Regions from separate parts of the Mus musculus genome. Here region 2 is linked to region 1. The links are chromatin contacts, called in public HiChIP or PLAC-seq maps. All regions are on one chromosome and are shown on one strand. The core of a region is the stretch at or near the end of the contact, and the rest is flanking DNA. Distances in the headings are between cores, read along the strand shown. Region 1 holds the start of Med24 (mediator complex subunit 24). Region 2 holds the start of Coasy (Coenzyme A synthase).

Region 1 (3,850 bases), core at 790-3,289:
ACTCTGCCAAGCCTGAAGCCTGGGCGGCTGGTGAGGAGTCGGGGACCAGGGAAGGCAGATGGCTCAATACCAAAAGCTGCTGCCTCTCAGCATTAGGAAGGGTGGAGGCGGGGCACCCTCCCTCTCAGAAATCTGCCAGGATTTGTGCCAGAGGGAAGGATTTGAGCTCTGAGTCTAACCATCCCCAGGCCTAAATATCTCCACCCCCTCCCATATGGGTGGACCAACACTCACTAATTCAATAAGGAGCACTCACAGAATTGACAGCCTGTTTCCAAGAGGGGCCGTTTGAGCTCTGAGGGGTAGGGAAAGAGCAGCTGTATCCAGAAACAATTTATGATGGTGATGGTGGTGGTAGGGTATTGGGCTGTGTAACAGGAAAGGAGTAGGGGGCTCACCACGGGCAAATGTGGCAGTATGGAGTGCAGGTCTGTTTGGAGGGGGAGTCTGAAGGTTATGAATCAGGAGTCTGAGAACTCCTTCCTTCCTGCTTTGGAAGATTTGGCTCCACATTCTTGGCAGCTATTTTGTATAAATACCATTCTCGAATAGTATCCCCTGGGAAGGCACAAAAGAGCAGAATAAAAATGGGTGTGTGTGTGTAGAGAGAGATGGAGGAAGACCATAGGCAGTACCCATCTTAGAAGGATGTGATTTGGCCGTACTCCAGCTATACTCTCCCTGTTCATAGCGTGCTCCAGGTACCCAGGATCCTATTAGTCTCCTACATGTCTACAAGGCCAGTTTTAGAGCCCATGTGGACTGTTTTCTCAATATTTATCCTGATTCTCAGTCAAAAGGTAGCTCAGGGAGGGGGCTGTAGTTCAGTGTAGAGTGCTTTCATAGCTGTACAAAGAGGAATGTGGGACAGAAGAGGAATGGGTTGGGGAATATAGACAGAATTTGAAGAAACAGGCTGACCTATCTCCTTGGGATATGAGATTGGGAGCCAAGAAAAAGAGGGGTGATAAAGCTCTGCCTCCAAATGTGCAGAATGGTCTTAGCCACAATACCACATTTGATCCCGAGGCCTTCTTTTTTTTTTTTTTTTTTAGATTTATTTATTATTATATGTAAGGACACTGTAGCTGTCTTCAGACACTCCAGAAGAGGGAGTCAGATCTCATTACGGATGGTTGTGAGCCACCATGTGGTTGCTGGGATTTGAACTTCGGACCTTCGGAAGAGCAGTCGGGTGCTCTTACCCACTGAGCCATCTCACCAGCCCCCGAGGCCTTCTTAAACAGTTTTTGAGACACCCAATAATCTTAACCCATATTTCCTCTGTTTTGTTTGTTTGTTTGTTTTGTTTCTTTGTTTTTGTTTTTGTGTTTTGTGTTTTTTAGACAGAGTTTCTCTGTGTAGTCCTCCTGGCTGTCCTGGAACTCACTCTGTAGACCAGGCTTAAACTCAGAGACCCAGCTGCCTCTGCCTTCTGAGTGCTGGCACTAAGGGCGTGGTGCCATGCTCAGCTTCTGTTTTCTCCTTATTTCCTTTTGTATCCAAACAGTATTCAGGATCAGTGAATTCTGGGAGAATTGTCAGATTTGGGGTTAAAATGATGGTATGTGTGCTGCTACCCACACTTCAGTGTCTCTTTTGGAATAGAAATATGAAAATGAGAGCTCTAGTGCCTACAGGGGCTTTCGAGAACAAAGGCCAAAACCCAAATAGAAGCCAGGTTAGAAGCCAAAACAGAAGCCAGGCTAGAATTCACTGTTATGCCTCGTTTCTGGGAAATAGCCACAGTATCAGAATGATTGAAGGTAGGGATAGATGGCAACATCACTGGGAGACAGAGAGTTGGTTTCTCCATAGACCCTGAGACTCTGGGTACCAGCGTACCTCAGCTCTTCGGATTATCTCAGATAAAAACCACCAGAACCAATTAGATTAATCCTTCTGCCTGTTTGGCAGCTTAGACAAGTCTTAGACAAAGAACTACAATTCCCAGAAGGTATTGTGGCAGGACTCGCCTCTTGCTACGTTTCTATTGGTTGGTGTGTGTTGCCGCCGGCCAATGGTAAATGATTTCCTTAGTAGGTGTCAAGATGGCGCTGCCTACGATGTACAACCGGTTTGTATGGTAGGCTTAAATTTGGGGAGATGGTAGATGTAGGAAAAGAAGGAATTACAACTTCAGGGCCGAGGAAGGTAGAGGCAATGGGGAGAGGGTAGATCTGGGTTTGGGGTGGAAGTGGTGAGGAACGCAGCTAGAGCGAAGGGCATAATTAGACAACCGGAGCGGGCTTAACCCTTTCCTGCTCGCTTCAGGGCTTTGTTGACACTTTCTGTCCCAATTCGAGAAACGGTTGTTCAGAAACCGAGAAGGTGACAGAGCCGCTAACTTGACGCCTTCTACTCTGCCTAGTTTTTTTCCTCTCTGTTTATTTTTCTGTTTGTTTGTTTGTTTTGCTTAAACCTTCTCGAATTTCCGTTCTATTTATGTCTCCCTTGTTCTTTCCCTCAGAACTCCAGTTCTCATCTGGCTCCGTTTTTAAACTCCCACCTTGTCACTCATCTCGCCTCCTTGGAGTGACATCATGAAGGTGGTGAACCTGAAGCAGGCCATTTTGCAAGCCTGGAAAGAGCGATGGAGTGACTACCAATGGGCAATCAACATGAAAAAATTCTTCCCCAAAGGAGCCACCTGGGACATTCTCAACCTAGCAGGTCTCAAGTAAAATGGGCAAAGAAGGATGGGAGGGGTGTCCTCAGAAAAGCTGTAAACACTCAGCCTTACTTTAATTTTCCTTGCAGAAGCGCTCCTGGAGCAGGCTATGATTGGGCCTTCCCCCAATCCTCTGATCCTGTCGTACCTGAAGTACGCCATTAGTTCCCAGGTAAAGATTCCCGACTCTTGGCTTTTGGAGGTGAAACACCTGGAGAACTGACAGTTGTCCATTTAGGCTTAATTTATTGCAAAAATAACACTCCATTTGTTGTAATGAATGAATATTACATTTATTTACTCTCTCCATATACATTTACAAGTAAAACTTAAAAAAAAAACTACATGTACTTATGGGCGGGGAGGGCATGCACATCGCAGAATGCTTGTGGAGGTAAGATACTTTTGTAGCCAGGCGTGGTGGCACACGCCTTTAATCCCAGCACTGGGGAGGCAGGTGCAGGCGGATTTCTGAGTTCGAGGCCAACCTGGTCTACAACGTGAGTTCCAGGACAGCCAGGACTATACAGAGAAATCCTGTCTGGAAAAACCAAAAAAAAAACAAAAACGATACTTTTGTAGAGTTTGTAGAGTTCTTCCCACCTTTCTGGGGATTTGAACTCATATTAGCACGCCAAACACCTTCACCTGCTGAGCCTCTTTGCCAGATCCTTGTTTCTGTTTTTGAGACAGTGTTTTATGTAGCCCAGAATGGACTTGAATTCCTGATTTTTCTGCTACCGCCTCCCACAATTGATTTGGGGGTGGGTGGGTGTTGATAATCAAACCTAGGACCTGCAGATGCTAGGCAAGTGTTCTACCTTTGAGCTATTATAATCCCTCTCTGGGTGTTTGCAAATGTTAATGTTTGTCACACAATGGTAAGTCCTGGGGATTTGATCCCAGTACACAAGGGAAGTTGAAGGCAATGCAGACTATCGCTAATCGTTGAGCGATGGGGTTTATGGTATGATTAGGGCAGAGTATAGAAATGAAGAGAGGATATGGAAGTGATGCCTAGTCCTGCCTGAGCAATCACAGAAGGCTTTCTAAAGGAAGTGATGTTTAAACCAAGGTCTCTATGGTGAGTAGAAGTTAGCCACACAGATGAATGAGAATGAAGAGCAGAGAGAGGAAATTATAATTCTACACAGGCTGGGCTGGACAAATTATAAGTTA
Region 2 (3,850 bases), core at 417-2,916, 2.4 Mb before region 1:
GCAAGAAAGGGTGAGACAGGGACAGGTTTGGGGGTACAGAAGGGAAAACAAGCATCAGTCACTTTGAGAGCTGACGTGTACTCCAAGAACAAGTTAAGAAATGCCTACAGAGCAGCAGGACCAATAGGTATCAGTTGGTGGAGAACCCCCAAGAACTACTATATTCTTAGAGTCCCCTCACTGTTGATGGCAGTACTGGGTCACCCCCAATCATCTCCTATCCATTTATCTTCAGCGTTTCAAACCTCCGAGCCGATCACTTGGACAACCATGAAGTGCAGAGTCCTTGGTTCCCATTTGGGAAGTTCTGACTTCAGTTAAAAAGTGACTGAACCCCAGACTAAAGATACCACATGTATTCATTTAACAAACAAACGTCCCTTAGCAATAACAGAGTGTCAGACATTGTGGCATTTTGGAAGGTTGAGAAGTGGCCCTACCCTTCCTTGATCTTGGCATTGGGGAAGAACAAGAAAATGTGAAGGCTGCCTTCCATTGCCCTAGTCCAGGGTCCCTTCACTCACTCTTCAACAGATCTTTGTCAGCTACTCCCACCACAAGCTGCTCCTGGGCCAGTACACATGCAACACTGAGCAACACTTTGTGGGCATTGTGCAAGCGGTCAAAAGTGCCACCCACGGCCCCACGGTGGTAGCCACGCACAGGCTGCCTTGGAGATCTGGCAACCGGGGAAGCCGGCCTTATAGTAGAGGGTAAGAGGGCATTCGGGGGCTCCAAAGGCAGCTCTCCAGTTCCATAATCCGGATACAGCAACACAGAAGCCAGCTGTGGAGAACAGCTGTAACAACTGGTGGCATAACGCTCTAGCTGTTGTTTAACAGGGTTGTACTGGCTCCCGTCCAGGGTCTGGAAGTCCGTCAGAACCACTTCTGGAGGGTGGGCCAGATTCTGGACTGAGGACAGCACAGGGAGAAAGGTGCTCTTGGTTTGGATATTGGTCAGTAGAATTCTGACGTCCAGGTGCCTGTGCAGGTCGGCACCAGTGTAGAGGTGCGTGATGAAATCCAGAACCTCAAATGTGGCCTGCACAGGGCTGGCCTGAGGCTGAGCGGGTCCCCCCAGGTTCATGCCCGGCTGCAGGTGCACATAGAGGGTGTGATTCACCAGGCGGGACGCCGAGGTCAGGATGGGAGGCAGGCGTGCGGCCAGGGTGGCCAGCGGCGTTGTCAGCACCAGGAGGCCTGAGCGGAACACGGCCATGCTCTCCAGGCCTGCAGACAGTCAGGGAGACGAAGCGAGAATGACTAGGCAGGCTGAGGCCGAGGCCTGTAGGGGAACTCGGACTCAAGAGGGACCTGGAGCAGGGCAGGGGAGCGTTCGCTGATAGAAACCGGAATCCTGGCAGGGGGAACCCGCCAGGAACCCCTGAGTCATGGGACTGGGGCTTCAGGAATCCCAGCCCCTCTTGTTAGGCTGAACCGGCCATCTGCGAAGACTCGGAGGCGAGGGACTAGAGGGGACGCTGTGGCTCGGGCTGCTTCCCTACTCAGTGAGTTCTTGGGATTCTGCTTCTACTTACACCGCCGTGGAGGCGTCCTAGGCTGCAGCCCGGAAGCACTACCCACCAGCCTCAAAGCGTGGAGCTACGGGAACTCAGAGCAATCAAACAAAGCATCGCCGAGAGACTCCTGGGGCGGGGCGAGGCGGGGCGGGGCGGGGCGGGGCCGAGGGCAGAGGCTTCCGGGCTGAGCGAAACCCTGGCACCGAATCCACTTAGACGAAGCGAGCAGAGAGAGCTGCAAAGCCCTTTTCGCGGATTCCCAGTGTTGTTTGCTTCTTCCAGTTTGCCAGGAGGAGGTGGCAAAGCCAGGATCGGGAACAGTCGGATCGCTTTGCTGTGCTTGTTCTGAGCCAATGTTCCCAGCGATGCTACTAGATATCTCTACCCACATCCCCATTTCACACACAGGAAATTGGTTTTCTGAGTGTTTTGGGACACCTAGAGGCGAAGTCTGGTGCCTTCTATAGAATTCTTTGCGCGTCGTCTAACCCCGTGCTTAGGTTTGCAAGGATAGTTCATTAGCGCTTCGGGGATATCTGGCCCCGGGGTGGGGGAAAAGGAAGAAGACCTAGAGGTCCGGATTCGCGGAGAAGTTAGTGAGGACTGGAGAGTTAATAAATTTGGTAGTGGCGGACGTGAAGGGAAAGCCAGACGCCCATCAGAAAATATCTCAAATCCACGGAGATAGCGGAAAAAGGAAGCAAACTAGCCTCTAGATTCCTGTAAAGGGCCGAGCGCTGATGTGCGATCCCAGAACCATCGCTGCAAATTTGAGATCAGCCTGAATTATCTAGCAAGGCCCTGGACTGGGAAGGGCGGGAGTGCTGCAGCCAGACAGGAGGAGAGGAGACTCTTGTGCTGTGGTCCAGAAATCTGGCCTTGTAAAGTAACTAATTTGTTAAGGAATCAAGATTCTTGCAGGAGACAGTTCAAACTGGATTTTAGAGAGGCGTTTAAGGGAATCAAAACATGTGTTAGTCTTACATTTGGCACAGTTACATTTTGTATTTGTTTGTTTGTTTGTTTTGAAACAGAATCTTACCGTGTAGCCCACACAGTGTTGCTTTTAGTCAATGAGTGTCTATTTAGTGAACTGTTCTAGGTAAAAAGGAGAGAACAGAGAACAAAGTTCCCTGAAGTAGATGCGTGAAGGGGTTGGGATGGTGTCAATACATAATAAGTCCACAGTACATCTGGTGGTGATCAGACAGTAAAGAAGATTTATCAGATGGAAAGACCCAGGCTGGAGTGCAAGGGTTACTTTTTCAGGTTGGGTAGCTCAGGAAAACAGCAAAGACCTGACAAATCAATACAATCACAGACCAGGGAAAGTGAACCAGTTAAAAGACGGCAAGTGTAGGCACTGGTGACCCACACCTTTGATCTCAGCACTGGGGAGACAGAGGCAGGCAGAATCTGAGGCCAGCCTGGTCTACAGTTTCAGTTCTAGGACAGCCAGGGCTACAGAGAAACCTTGTCTCAAAAAAACAAACACAAAGAAACAACAACAAAAACAACTATCAATGAAGCTTTTAAGGAGGTCATGAGATCAGAAGGGTATACAGATGAAAAAGAGAAAGGATTCAGGTGCACATGGATAAAGCCCAGAGAACCCCATTCAGATATCCAGAACCCAGGTCTTCCCTTCGTGTCCTCTTGTAATGCCAGCACTAGGCAGACAGGGACCTAGGATCCTGGGGCCAAGGTGTTAGACTAGACAAGCTGGAATCATAGGCTCCAAGTCCAGTGAGACTCCGGGTCAACAAATAAGGAGCAACTCAAGATTCCTGACTTTAACTGTGGATCTCCACACATGCACACACACACACACACACACACACACCTGCCCATATACATGGGAACACATGATTATGTGTTAGTGGTGGGGACCACAAGCCTGGCCCTAGTTTCACAAGGAGAGGACAGAGAATTAGACATTTCAGTCATCCTTAGTAACATAGCAGTTTCAAGGCCAGCTATTCAACGCTATTCAACAAAAATCGGTGGTGGTTGTTAAAGCCTGTCCCAACTTGCTGGCTTATGGGTTAGAAGCTCTTACAGTTCAATCCAGAAGACCTGAGTTCAATCATTGAACCTTGTAGTGGGAGAGAGTACAAACTTGTCACCTGATCTCCGTACTCTGTGTGACTGCGACGATGGAATGTGTCCCCCTCCACATGATACATGATAATAATAATAAATAAATTTATTGGAAGGAAAAAAAAAACCCTTAGCCTAGCACCTTGGATATCAGCCCTCTTATCTTGACCCATGAAGATGCTGGCACTATTTCAAATGATTCTGAGAAGTGTGTGGTTGCACACATCT

What was found. HiChIP or PLAC-seq counts read pairs in DNA pulled down with a chosen protein or histone mark.
Region 2: a contact with region 1 is called in an H3K4me3 HiChIP or PLAC-seq map of embryonic forebrain, with 8 times the contacts expected there. The contact joins the promoter of Coasy here to the promoter of Med24 in region 1. A contact is called at or near these places in 2 of 39 promoter capture datasets (liver and neutrophils) and 1 of 115 datasets of contacts at active chromatin or transcription factors (embryonic forebrain).

The regions. Positions count from the first base shown.
Region 1 is chr11:98,727,608-98,731,457 of GRCm38.p6, reverse strand. Med24 (mediator complex subunit 24) reads left to right here and starts at 2,039. Exons shown (of 26, transcript NM_011869.3): 1 at 2,039-2,086; 2 at 2,471-2,673; 3 at 2,761-2,843. The coding sequence starts at 2,544.
Region 2 is chr11:101,080,381-101,084,230 of GRCm38.p6, reverse strand. Coasy (Coenzyme A synthase) reads right to left here and starts at 1,666. Exons shown (of 10, transcript NM_001305982.1): 1 at 1,541-1,666; 2 at 525-1,232. The coding sequence starts at 1,221. Hsd17b1 (hydroxysteroid (17-beta) dehydrogenase 1) reads right to left here. Exons shown (of 6, transcript NM_010475.2): 6 at 3,704-3,850.